Linked DNA regions of Capra hircus: region 2 is linked to region 1. The links are chromatin contacts, called in public Hi-C maps. All regions are on one chromosome and are shown on one strand. Each heading gives the region's core, a stretch centred on a gene start, on an enhancer-like site or on the middle of the called end of the contact. The rest is flanking DNA. Distances are from core to core; before and after follow the strand shown. Region 1 has its middle 220 kb from the start of IFNG. Region 2 has its middle 86 kb from the start of CAND1.

Region 1 (7,106 bases), core at 1,441-3,940:
TCTCTTTGTGTTTGGCTAAATACCAATTGTCTATTTGCAAAACGAGTGGTTTATGTAAATGTAATTGATGCATTATATCAGCAAATGGGTTACTTGCAAGGATGTCCCACTGCTTAAATGCTTGCTCAAGGGAATTCAGTAACACTGACTGCAAGGCGTAGTAAGTGCTAAGGTTTAGATCTGCCCACAACATCTGCCCACAACTGATTTAGATTTGTTCACATTTGGTTTTTGATTCAGGAACGCCAGCCTGAGGGCTAGATGGAGGTGAAGGAGACAGTCAGTTACAGAAGCTGGCCCTGGAAATTGTCAGCAGTCAGGTTAGAACACAGGAGCAGGAAAATCACCCTAGTCTCTTCTTTTTAATGGAAAGGACTTAGTTGTCTTGTAGAAAACGTGCTTTAAAAATTGATGTCTCTGAGGCTCAGATAAACAGGACAAACTGAAGGGGGCAAGGAGCAGGGGTCAGCAAATGTATTATTACCAGTTTCACACTCACTAGATGTCTGACCTTGACCAGATTTCTTAAGCTCTCTAAACCTTAAGTTTTCTCATCTCTAAAATGGGAGTCTTGGTGGTATTTCAATTTTTGGAAAGAAAATGTTCCATACGTAGCCTTGAAACAAAGAGCAGAATGTCTAATGAATTGTTAAATTTCCTTATCTCCCGTCAAGAGGAACATTCGTTAATAGATCAGAAGATAGTTTTTAGTAACCATAGCATGCCCTGAAATGCTCAGTTTTACCTCTGACTTGTCAAATGGTTATATAATGATACTTAAATCAGAATCACATGGAAACCTTGTGAAATGTTGAAAGCATATTGCCTCCCCATATCAGGAGGTTGGGATTCTGCAATTTTGACAAGGAATCTGCATTTTTTTACCAACCTTGCTGATGATTTGGAGGCATGTCCAAACTTGAAACCCAACAGGTTAGGGCAATGTCAGTATAATAATAGAAAAAAGTCATTTTGATTTACTTTAATAATGTTATCATTAAAGTAAATTAAAAGATACATCCAATCAGTTAATAAAATTACAGATCTAGGCTTTTAAAAATGTAAGTACTGCTGAAATCTCTTAGTGATTCAATTTAGCTAAGCCATGAAGTAGAAACTGTAAAGCTTCTTGATTTCACAGATGGTAAAATTCCAGTTCAAATGCCATGCCTCTCAGTGAAACCTCCCTGACAGTCTCATCCTCCTGTGTGGGATTAATTAAATCTCTTGATTTCTGGCTGTTAGCAAACTATATTTAGATTCACTGTTTACATGGCCCTACCTACCATGAGCTTCTTTCTGGAGGGGGAAACACTAGCCATGCGATCGATCTTCTCCCCTTTTCAACATAGTACCAGGCACACATGAACCATTAAGTAAATAAGTACTGAATTTCACCATAAATTTCTTAAACTAATTTACACTTATTTTATAAAACTAAGAATATGTAGAAAATTTAGATGTAACTACTGGCAACATTTTGATATATTTGTTTGATTATGCAAGTCCATTCATCTCTTTAAGAAAAGATGTTTCCTAATCTCAAGTTGTTTCTCCTACGAAGGAAAAGTGAAGCAATTTGCTTAAAAACTTCCCCCTAAGTTAAATATTGATTTAGCAACTTTTATTAATATAATCCCCTCTTCTCTACTGTGTAACTGTTTTTAAATGGATTGGCAATGGATGAATAATAAGCAACTCCTTTTACAAATATTTAAAGACACCATTCAAACAAAACAAAAACCTCTTTCCACATCAATTTAGTGAGGCCTTAATTATTCTTCCTAAGCACACAGTATAATAAAAACATGGAACACACACACTCAGTTTACCTCCTGCTGAAATGACATGAGAGAAGGTTCTAGAGAAGTGCTGAAGGGCACTGGTAATTGCTCCCTCACTCGTTATGCCTCTAAATCAGCAGATGAGCCAGAAGCAGAGAGGCAGCAGAGGCAACAGCATTGAGTTTTGTGGAGACGTGGCTACCCTAGACTGTTCCTCTCCTTAGGGAGCTCACAGTCTGTGGAGAAGACAGGTACGTGAAACAGTAATTGCCAGGTAAGGTGAAAAATGCCTTGTGGAAGATACAGAGTTGTGCTATGAGAGAGAAGAAAGAGGAAGAGCTGCCTGAGCATCAGGTCTGATAGACTGGAAGGGTGAATAAGAATTCACCCAGAGATGTTCATAAGGTTAGGAATTATGTTTACTGAGCTTGCTTTTTAGGTAGCTCAGGTCTGCACCCTCAAAAAGAGTCTTTTAAAAAGTTTGACAATAAAATATGTGAGCGTATGAGCCGATAAAGGATCAGGGGTAGTGCAGTCACCTCAGCAGATGCTAACAGCCCAGCAATAAGTTTAGACCACATAAAACTAGTTATACTCATGAAAATGCTGGCAGCAGGGTGACCAACTTACCAGTAGAGGAAAAAGGAAAGACTCATAGAATATGCTGGATTTATTCATTCTTCCCAATAAAGACTAAGCTCCTTCACATGCTTTTGCTAATTCATGACTTTTCCAATTTATAGTCCAGAGACACACTGTGCTGTTTTTAAACAGCTGTTGTAAGTAATACACAAGATTTTATTTAGACCACATCACCTTAATTTTTATTTCTGCCTCATTCAGCTCAATGTCAGCACATTTGTTGGTCATAAATTGGGTGTTTACTTAGATTACCTAGTGACACCTAGTGGCAGAGACTGGGACCAAAGGCTACTTTAGCAGTGAAGCGAGTGCATCCATCTTCATGTTTTGCTCCATGAAAGCCCTCATACTCCAAGTGTTCTTTTCAACTCATTCTAATGATGTGCAGTGGTTAATTTTATCTGTCAACCTGACTGGGCCAGTAGGCTTCCAGATTAAAAATTATTACTGGGTGTGTATGTAAGAATGTTTCTGATGAGAATAACATTTGAATCAGGGCACTCAGCAAAGTAGATCACCCTCTCCAAAGTGAGTGAGCACCATTCCTTGAGGACCTGAATAGGAAAAAAAAAAGAGAAGGCAGAGAAAGAAGGAATTATCCCCCTTTGCTTCCTGTCTGTCTGCTTGAACTGGGACTTTGAACTTCTCCTGCCCTTGGACTGGGGTTTATATTATACCATCCGGCCCCCTGGCTCTCAGGCATTCAGACTCAGACTGGAATTATACCACTGGCTTCTCTGGGCCTCCGCCTTGCAGACAGCACATTGTAGGACTTCTCAGCTTCCATAACTGTATGAGCCAATTCTCCATAATAAATCTTTCCATATCTAAAGCTATATACACAGCTATATATCTCGCTGGTTCTGTTTCTCTGGAGAACTCTAATGCTAGATTCTAAAGCAAATCTATGCAAGCAGCTTGACCTGAAACAGAAGTGATAAGAGAGAGAAAAAGGAGAAAGAGAAGAACAAGAGGGACAGAGAGAGGAGAAGAGACCTCTGGTTGAAACTGAAGAGCTGTTTTAAAGTTGCAGAGGAGCCAAGGTCAGTTATGAGGGTATTTATTATTTGGCCACATTCATAAGAAGAAATGGAGCTTCCAAGTGGTGCAGTGGTAAAAAGTCCACCTGCTAATACAGGAGATGCAAGAGACATGGGTTCAATCTCTGGGTTGGGAAGATCCCCTGGAGTAAGGAATGACAACCCACTCCAGTATTCTCTCCTGGAAAATCCCATGAACAGAGGCGTCTGGCGGGCTATAGCCCATGGGGTCGCAAGAGCCAGACATGGCCTAGCACACAGCATACACACACACATAACAAGAAATAGAGAGAGAAGTCCATCTGTTGATTCAGAAGATGTATGAGAACCTCTGGCAGTCTGAAGAAGAAAGACTATTTTGTTTCTATCTTTTCCACTCAGATTTGAGAATATGGAATAAACATGTCTATGATAATTTCAAAGTCCAAGATACATCCAAACGCAGACTTTAAACATAATTATTTTCATAAATTATAAAATGCCTTTCACACATCTCAATCTCTGTCCCCTCTGTCCCTTCTTTATTCACCTTATCACGTCCACTTGCGTTTCCCACTAATGGATGTCTTGAGATGTGAACATTAATCTCATATAGAGCAACATTCAGTGTTGCTCTAAAAATAAAGTGGTGATTTGCTACCCTGGCATATCCTGTCAGAAAACCAATCAATCTACTAAAGTAATAAAAAAGCAAAACAAGTACAGTCATTAGGAAAATGAATTTAAAAAACAAAAGTATAACAAAGTTACTAGAAGAAGTGAGGGTGCATGTGACCACTTTACATGAGTTGAAGGTCTGAATCCTCGACGAATCTCATCCAAGGGTTCTGTGGGAACTTAAGCAAGAAGCTGCTGCCTGAAATCTTTGAGAAAACACACAGAACAGGAATAATGTTACAGGGCTGGACTCAATTTTAAAAACTAGAACAGATTTCTGAGAATGCAGACCGGGGAACCCTCAACATGGTTTTATTGTTTAGTCCCTAAGTCATATCTGACTCTGGGCTATATAGCCTACCAGGCTCCTTTGAACACGGGCTTTCCCAGGCAAGAATACTAGAGTAGGTTGCCATTTCATTCTCCAAGGGATCTTCTCAACTCAGAGATCAAAACTGCATCTCCTGCATTGGCAGGTGGATTGTTTACCACTGAGCCACCTGGGAAGCCCAGGAGGAGCTGGCCCTGTTCTTCATGGTCCAGTTCCCTTTCCAACAGTAGGGTTCATCACCTATGTGTTTAGCCCTTTATGTTTCTGGGCCCGTCGGAACTTTATCTGAAACACTAGGAGCTACTTGCTCCTTGGAGGTGGAATTCAGAGATGGTGTTGTGTGGAGCAGCCTTGATTCTGAGGTTCAAGTGTTTTGTGGGCACCTGGGTGAACTGAAGTGTTTCTGAGACACCAAAGTACCAGGCAGCAAGGCTGATTCTAACCTCTGCCTATGGAGGGTGTGTGGCATCTATCGGGTCTCCATACCTTTCCCAGAGGACTGAGGAAAGTAGGGGATGACCATGAGGATTCTCCATACTTTTAGAGGATCTTCCCAAAAGCCATGAAACATGACAGTGGGATTTCAGGCAGGGGTGGGAGATATTTGGAGGAGAAGAGAAGCATTGTATTGTGTCCTAAATAAAACTGATGTGAAAGTCTTTATTTTATGAAAACCTCCTGTTACTTAAATTTTTAACATTTAAGAAAACAATGACAAAAATCAGATACCTGTTAATATTTAATAACCCTACTTTGAAGTGGTGCTTTATCCTGAATAATACTGGGCAAGTAGCAATCATTTATTAATATTTTGGTAAAAAAAATGACATTTTCAAGTTGTTACAAAAATAATTAACTGTTAAAATACACATTATAACGCATGGATACTTAATCCCAATTCTTACATGTCCTTACCAGCAAAAGATAATATTGTTTTATTTCCTCAGAACAGAGTCTGACCTGTGCTATCTTTTCCCATGGAGTCACTTTGAATAAAAACGTACTTGACTGAATGGCAATACAAAGTTGAAGTATTCTGTCACTATCAACATTATTAACATCAATGACAGTTATTAAAATCAATGTATGAATATACTACAAAATGTTTCAAAAATAAGATAGATTAGTAGATACATGGGAGGAATAATAGACAGAGATATGTGATAGTGGAAGTAGAGTGCAATGTTTATGGTAGAACCTAGGTGGTGGGTTCATGGGTGTTCACTTTAAAATCCTTTCAACTTTGTTGTATGTTTTAAATTTTTCATAATGGTATATTGGGAAAAAGTCAGTGGGAAGCAACACAAAATAGTTCTATGATTAAAAAAATTAGTGTATGGGATTTCTTCAGAATTATTTTACCAGATGTTCGTTTGATAAAGACAACTACAAGAAGTCTTTCCTAATATTGACAATAGTCAACACAGCTTGACCTTCATGAAAAAGGAAGGATATATATGTGTTTATCTGAATTATCAATATATATGTGAATGTATTTACCTGGATTATCTATACGTATGTATACATATGCATATACATGTATGTATATATATGTATGTGTGTACATATGTATTAGGGAATGCAGAGAATGAAGGGGTGATAAAGAATTAGATAAAGGAACCATGAAAAACTGCAAAAGCTTTAAACAGATCTGAAAGGTGTAGTCTGACTATTTTAGATTAGAAAAGCCACCAAAAGAAGTTCTGTCTAAAATATGTTGGTGGAAACCCAGGATGAATTGCTTGGAAACCCAGGATGAACCAGCACAAGACGACTATGAAAATGCACTTCCATGTTTCTACTCGGGTCAGGGGACTTAATGACTTGCTCCCCCAGCCGAGGGTCAGATTCACTGGCGTGACACTGACACCTTCACTCCTCTAACGCTCGGGCTCAGTGCGTCTGGGATGCGACTTGGGCATCCATATTGCTATTGATGCCAGAGGAGATTCCCAGGCACAGCTGGCTTTGAGCACTATTTCTTTGCCCCTGAAGCTGCAGACAGCAAATTACTTCTTAGTCATGAGAGCAGCAGGCCTATAAATTTCTCTCTAAATTATTAGTCCTCACTGTTCTTTCCTCCCATTTCGTTCAGCTCTGTTCTGTTAGTTGAAAAGTTGTTATTTTCTCCAGGGCTCCAATAAACCATCATTTCAAACTTGAAGAAAATACATTTATAAGATCTAATTGTGGTCTTTGGAAAAAAAAAAAAAAAGACTTGAAATAGAGAAGAGGAAGCTGGTCAAACAGGGCTTCAAAGGAGAAATAAACATGTAGGGAAAGGGGAGAAGAAGGGCAGTACGGGCTCACAAAACCTAGGGAAATACTTTTTTGTCACAACGAAGCACTCTTTAGAGATCTGAGGTAGAATACCACCAGCTAGCCAGGTTCAGAAGAGTGGAGGGTGATCACACATGGCAGTGTGCCCGCAAGTTCTGGTTTATGTCTACAGGGCCAGGGTAATTGTTAACAACAGTCCTTTACTGACTTTAGACAATGAATTACAAGGGCACCCCAAGGTTAAATACGAGTGTTTGGAAGATCCGATTATAAATAATATAACTACAGACTTTAGCAAGTTTCTTAACCTCTGCGCCTTTGCACCTGCATTTGTACCTTGAGAATGCTATCTTGAAGATTGTCGTGAGGCTG
Region 2 (7,106 bases), core at 1,493-3,992, 570 kb before region 1:
CAAATTCTCTGACTTAAGAAGCCAAGATAAAGACGATTACTTTCAAAGCTGAGTGTGGAAGTTATTCTTTTAGCGTCTCTCTGTGTTCCTGCAGTACTTTTGAGTCTTGCAAAATGAGCTCTCATACCTCTTTACTAATGAGAAGTCAGATCTTCTCTGGGGACTGACAACTCTAAAAGCTCATTACTCATTTGTTTGATGTTATCTCTGGCTCTCAAGTAACCGAGGCTGGAGTTCTGAACATTTGCCTTTGAGCTTTCTTGATTACCCAAGATTATGTTGGAATACCCCTTCAACTGGAAGAGGATACAAGTATGTGTCTTCAGCAACAGCAGTGTTTACTTTCTTGAGAATTAAAGAAAATTATCTTTTTTAAAGCCTGAAATCCTACAGCGCCTTTTTGTGTTCTTGGTCTTTTCTTCCAGGAGATGGCGATAGAACACCATAAATATAAAATTACACTATGCAAGAGCTTTGCCCCTTGAGGTCTTCTATTGTCTAGCCTATGACCAATGTGGATTATTATTCAAGATTTGGGTCATTTGTGAGCTATTTCACTGCAAATAGTTAACTTCAATGCCATCGGTAAAGAAAGGACAGGAATACTTTCAGGTTAGTTACTCACTTCTTTTTCTACATTTTTTCCTTTTTTGAGTTTGTGTTGAGTGGAGAAAATAAATAGGATGGTCTCCAGGTGAGAGGTTCTAGGTTTTACTAGCTCTGTTGTGGGTGGGGCTTTTGAACCTACAGTGATTGCTTTTGTAGTAAATCAGTATGGCAGCAACGCTGTTTCCTAGCAACATGAAGATACTACAGGCTCTACTGATTTCTCAGGTAGCACAATGGTACAGAATTTGCCTGCCAATTCAGGAGACACAAGAGATGCGGGTTTGATCCCTAGGTCAGGAAAATTCCCTGGAGGTGGAAATGACAGCCCACTCCAGTATTCTTGCCTGGAAAATTTCATGGACAGAGGAGCCTGGTGGGCTACAATCCATGGGGTCTCAAAGAGTTGGACACAGCTGACCATGCACCGTACATACACAGGCTCTATTAGAAACTAATTTTTATAATACTCTCTGGTGTTCTTCACTGTTCATGTTTAGCACCTTTTGAAGTATTCAAGTTGGCACTTGACAATCCTCCTTCCTGTTTAAGGGATGTCTGCCAAGGAACAATTTCAGATGACCTTGATTGGACAATGGAAATTTCATATCCTGCTTGTCCATCTACCAGTTGACTTTCGGTATCCTTATTAGGAGAGAGAAGATGTTATCCCCAAGAGCTGCCTGCAGTGAACTACCTTTCACAGTGATCTAATCTGAAAATATCCATTGTTTGATTACCTTGGAGAATTTGCTAAAATAAAAAGTCTTTGATTTAGCAAAAACTATTTCAAACAGAACTGGAATAGGTATGCAAAAGGAAAGTCATTGGAGAGTTACATATCAGAGACTAGAAGAAGTGAGAGAATGGATATCTAGAGTAGGCCAGCCTGGCAGCCAACAATGGGAAATTTCTATAACGTGGCACTGAAGGCTTTTTTTATCCACAAAAAATATAATTGTATGGTAGTACTCCACAGTTGAAAAGTGGAAAAGAGAAATGCTTAATTCTTGGCCAGTACTTTTGTAGATGTTCTTTCACTGAAAGTTTTACACTGGAGAAGTTTTTTTTTTAAGGAAAAAATATTGATTTTTTTTCAAAGTATATATAGGTAGAGTGGCAACCAAGATAGTAGAGTAGGAAGACCCTGAACTCACCTCCTTCCATGGGCACACCAAAATTACAACTACTTACAGAGCAACTATCTATGAGCATAAGATAAAGACTAGCAGAAAAGATTCTCCACAACTAAAGACATAAAGAAGGAAACAACCAGATAGGTAGAAGGGTGGAGATGTGAGGCAGTCAGTTCTCCCTGGGTTGAAAGAAGGGGAAAGTGAAAGTCCTGTCCAACTCTTTGCATGGACTATACAGTCCATGGAATCCAGGCTAGAATACTGGAGTGGGTAACCTTTCCCTTCTCCAGGGGATCTTCCCAACCCAGGGATCAAACCCAGGTCTCCTGCATTGCAGGTGGATTCTTTACCAACTGAGCTATCAGGGAAGCCCTCTCCCTGGGTTGGAGAACCATAAAAGAGAGGAATATCATGATCATAGAGATTCTTCCCAAGGAGCAGGGTCTGAGCCCCATATTGGGCACCCCCGCTGGGAGTCTTGCATTCAGGGAAATGACTCCCTACAACATTTGGCTTAGAAAACCAGTAGGGTTCATTTTTGGGAGAGCTGAAGGGCTATAGGAAACAGAGACTCTGCTCTTAAAGGGTATGTGCAAAATCTCATATGCTCTGAGTCCCAGCACAGTGGCAGCAGTTTGAAAGGAGTCTGGGTCAAACCTACTCAGGGAGACTCCCAGAGATGCAGGAAGTAACTGGGGCACGTCTAGGGGTGTAGACATTGGCATCAGCTATTTTGGAGAGCCTCTTTTAGCACTATAACACTAGGACAGGCAGTGCCATTTCGGAACCGTCCCTCTCTGTACTGTAAGCACCAAGGATCTGGCCCCACCCAAGAGTGAGCTGGCACAGCTCCAAGCCACACCCCCCCAAACTGCACAGACAAATACTCTGGTACCTGGCTCCACCCATTTGTGTTTGACACCAGACCCACATCCTTCCAGGCCACATAGACAGCCACTTGGGAAGCCTACCCCACCCTCTATCAGGTCTGCAGTTACTGCATGAGTCATGACCACTTAGCCAACTTGGCTGAGAGTCAGCCCTCCCTGCCAGTGTACCCATGGTAGTCAGCCCTGTCACAACAGAAGGACACATGCAGCTGGCGTAGGGGGCACCCCTAGAGCATATATCTCTGGTGGTCACGGGAGCATGCTGCTGGACCCATAGGCTGTGTCCTGCATAAGGCCAAGAGCAGGACACATATCGGATCTAACTAAACATATAGACATAAACACAGAGAACTGGGCAACATAAAGAGACAGGAATATGTTCCAAATGAAGGCACATAATCCTTTTTTGAGGTTAACCTCAAAAATAGAGCTAGAGGAAGTAGAGATAATAAAGAATTCAAGGTGATGGTCATAAAGATGCTTAGGAGAAAACTGGATGAACACAGTGAGAATTTTCATAAAGAGAAAATAAAAAGGAACTAAACAGAGCTGAAGAGTTCAATAACTGAATTGAAAAATACAATAGAACGGCTCAACAGCAGACTAGATGGAGCAGAAGAATAAATCAGTAACTGGGAAGACAGGACGGTGGAATTCACCGAAACAGAGCAGCAAAAAGAAAACAGAATTTTAGAAAGTTATGACAACTTAAGAGACATATGGAACAACATCAAGCAAAATAATATTTGCATCAAAGAGGTCCCAGAAAGATAAAAGGGGCTGAAAGCTTATTTGAAGAAATAATAGCTGAAAAATTCCCTAACCTAGGGAAAGAAACATACACAGGTCCAGGAAACAAAGAGAGTCCCAAATGGGATCAACTAAAAGAGGTTGATACCAAGAAACATTATAACTAAAATGGCAAAATTTAATATGCACAGAGAATCTTAAAAACAGAAAGGGAAAAGCAACTAATGCTCCCATAAGACTGTCTGCTGACTTCTCAGGTGAAACTTTGCAGACCAGAAGGGAGTGGCATGATATATTCAAAGTGCTGAAATACTCCACTTAGCAAGGCTCTCATTCATATTTGAAGGAAAGATAAAGAGCTTTACAGACAAGCAAAAGCGAAAAGATTTCAGCACCACCAAACCAGCTTTATGGGAAGTGCTAAGAAAACTAAACAGAGAAGGAACTAAAAATATGAAAATTATAAAAGGAAAAAATGTCACTGGTAAAGGCAAACATGCACAGTAAAACTAGTCGAAAATTACAGGCCAATATCACTGATGAACATAGACACAAAAACCCTCAACAAAATAGTAGCAAACAGAATTCAATAATACATTTAAAAGATCATATACCATGACCAAGTGGGATTTATCCCAGAGTTGCAAGGATGCATCAATATCTACCAATCAATGTGATAAATCACATTAACAAATTGAAGAGTAAAAATTACATCATGATCTCAAGAGATATAGAAAAAGCTCTTGTCAAAATTCAATATTCATTTATATTCAACATTCTCAACAAACTGGATATATAAGGAACATACTTGAACATATAAAGGCCATATGTGACAAGCCCACAGCCAACATCATATTCAATGGTGAAAAGCTGAAAGCACTTCTTCTAGAATTAGAGATTAGTGATAAGACAAGGATACCCCCTTTCACCACTTTTATTCACCACAGTATTATAAATCCCAGCCACAACAATCAGATAAGAAAAAAAATAAAAAGGGAAAACAAATTGGAAATGAATAAGTAAAACCCTGTTTGTAGTTGACATTATATATAAAATACCCCAAAGATGCCACCCAAAATATTAGAATAAATGAAATCAGTAATGTTCCAGGTTATAAACTTAATATACAGAAATTTGTTACATTTCCATACACTAACAACAAACTATCAGAAAGTGAAATTAAGAAAATAATCCCATTTACCATTACATCAAAAAGAATAAAATACCTAAGAATAAATCTAACCAAAAAGGTAAATAACTTGTACTCTGAAAACCAAGACACTGACAAAAGACGCTGAAGATGACACACTCCCAATGCAAGGGGCACTGCTTCCATCTCTGGGGAGATCCCACATGCCACAGCTAAGAGTTCATATGCCACAAATAAAAACCCTGCCTGCTGCAACTAAGACCTGGTGCAGCCAATTAAATAAATTAATAGATAAATATTAAAAAAGAAAAAATATCCTTTGAGGAGGACATACTTGTATAAGAGGGAGCATGTAGTGGAAATAATATATTAAAATGTAAGTGAATTATTTTTCATTCCTCTTTCCCTTAACTCAAGATCATTTTTTCCTGCAGCCTTTCTGTCAGCGTGACTCCCAGGAGAGTGATGGGTATAAATAACACTTCGAGGGAGAAGGAAATAATCTGCAATAAGGCCCTGTCAAATAGGACCAAGAAGTAAAAGAAAATTCTTCCGATTTGAAGACGAGTTGGAGAGATGGGAGGGAGGCAGAGCAGGAGTGGGGAGAATGAGATGCCAAAGTCCTTGCTTCATTCTGCTTTCTTAGGGGTGAACCACAGTAAGGCTTGAGCTATAGAAACATTTGTGTAAGCCTGAAGGAACATGGTGAAGTGAGTGGCCAAGTTCCACAGGCATAGTCTAGGGCAGGCTGCAGGCGTCTAGAAATCCTGTAGTTAAACTGGCACTATTTGCAACCATCTTGGAAAACAATGCGGAGATTCCTTAAAAAGCTAGAAATTGAGTTGCCATATGATTCAGCAATCCCACGCCTGGGCACATAACAGAGAAAACCATAATTTGAAAGACACAGTGTTCATAGCAGCACTATTTGTAATAGGAAGAACACGGAAGCAACCTAGATGTCCATTGACAGAGGAATGAATAAAGATGTGTGTGGGTACACAATGGAATACTTAACTATAAAAAAAGGATGAAATAATACCATTTGCAGCCACACGGATAGACCTAGAAATTATACTAAGTGAAGTAAGCCAGACAGAGAAATACAAATAGCAGAGAGGTGCTGGAAGTGAAGGGAAGTGACGTTGTGTCCGACTCTTTGCGACCCCCTGGACTGTAGCCTACTGGGCTCCTCCATCCATGGGATTTTCCAGGCAAGAGTACTGGAGTGGGTTGCCATTTACTTCTCTAGAGGATCTTCCTGACCCAGGGATGGAACCTGGGTCTCCCGCATTGTAGGCAGACGCTTTACTGTCTGAGCCACAAGGGAAGCCCGAGGTGCTAGAAGAATTTTTAAAAGTAGGGGAAGGTGAGGTAAACCTGAGATTAACCACTTATAGGTGGAATCACTTATATGATATCACCTATATGTGGAATCTAAAAGCTGACAAATGAACATATTTACAAAACAGAAATAGGCTCACAGACATAAAAAAAAAAACAAAAAACTTATGGTTACCAAAAGGGAGAGTGGTGGGGGAGGGATGAATTAGGGGCTTGGGATTAATAGATACATACTACTATATATAAAATAATCAACAAGGTCCTACTGTATAGTACAGGGAACTATATTCCATATGTTGAATAAACCATAATGGAAGGGTCTGAAAATATATATATATAATATATACGTAACTGAGTCACTTTGCTATACTCCAGAAATTAATATATTGTAAATGAACTATATTTCAGTTAAAAAAATAAAAAACAATTGGCACCATATCAAAATTAGAGAAAGAATAATACAGTGGAATGGTGTGATGGAATGAAGAAAGGGAGAGAGAGAGTCCTGAGGCCACAGGGAACCACAGCTTGCAGGAGATCTCAGAGCCCCTGTATGCCCTGATGATGGGATTTGGAGCTGCTCAGAGCCCAGGGAATCGGAGGCAGAGGCTTGGTAGCAGAAGAAATAAGTGCAGAATCTGAGCACCTATCAACTGGAGGCAAATGGCTGAAATCACAGACTGTAGTAGCAGATGTCACCTCAATGCCCCTTAAGGCCAGAAGAGATGTAAAGGACATCAGAGGACATTGTGGATGATCAAATAAGACCATCCATCCTTCAAACACCAGCAAAAACCTGGAGAGGATGCAAGTAAACATTATTGAGATATATTTGCTTTGGTCAAATTCAAGTCAAGAAACTAGAACCTGTGACAGGTGGTAGCAGTTGTTCATCATGGACACTAGTTAGAGAGGTGTTGGAGGAGTTTAAAAAGTGGAGGGGAAGGTGATGTGACCCTGAGATTAACCAAGGCAAGAAGCCACACCCTCTCTTAGGGTTTCACAAGATGTTCAATTCAACTACTCAGTATTTCTTAAAGCCCTGGTGTGCCGGGGTCCAGCCCCGGTGGATCCAGGGAATTCGAAGGTGGGGATGGCATCGGCATCCTTGGAAAAATACATATTTAATCACAGATATATAGAGAGATTAGAAATGGATAGTGTAGCAGGAAAATTAGTGGAGAAAAAGTGGCTGAATAACCTGGTTTATGTGGAATAGCATCCATGTTC

The links. A called contact is a pair of places that touch in the nucleus more often than the background predicts.
Region 2: a contact with region 1 is called in a Hi-C map of blood, with 5 times the contacts expected there. The contact joins two enhancer-like sites. A contact is called at or near these places in 3 of 5 Hi-C or Micro-C datasets (blood and liver).

What each region holds. Positions count from the first base shown.
Region 1 is chr5:45,202,180-45,209,285 of ARS1.2, reverse strand. No RefSeq gene overlaps it. Among named protein-coding and RNA genes, the nearest start is that of IFNG, 220 kb to the right of the region's middle. Within about 2 kb of position 2,690, at least 1 of the 5 cell types and tissues checked has an H3K27ac peak or open chromatin away from gene starts, as enhancers often do.
Region 2 is chr5:45,770,202-45,777,307 of ARS1.2, reverse strand. No RefSeq gene overlaps it. Among named protein-coding and RNA genes, the nearest start is that of CAND1, 86 kb to the left of the region's middle. Within about 2 kb of position 2,742, at least 2 of the 5 cell types and tissues checked have an H3K27ac peak or open chromatin away from gene starts, as enhancers often do.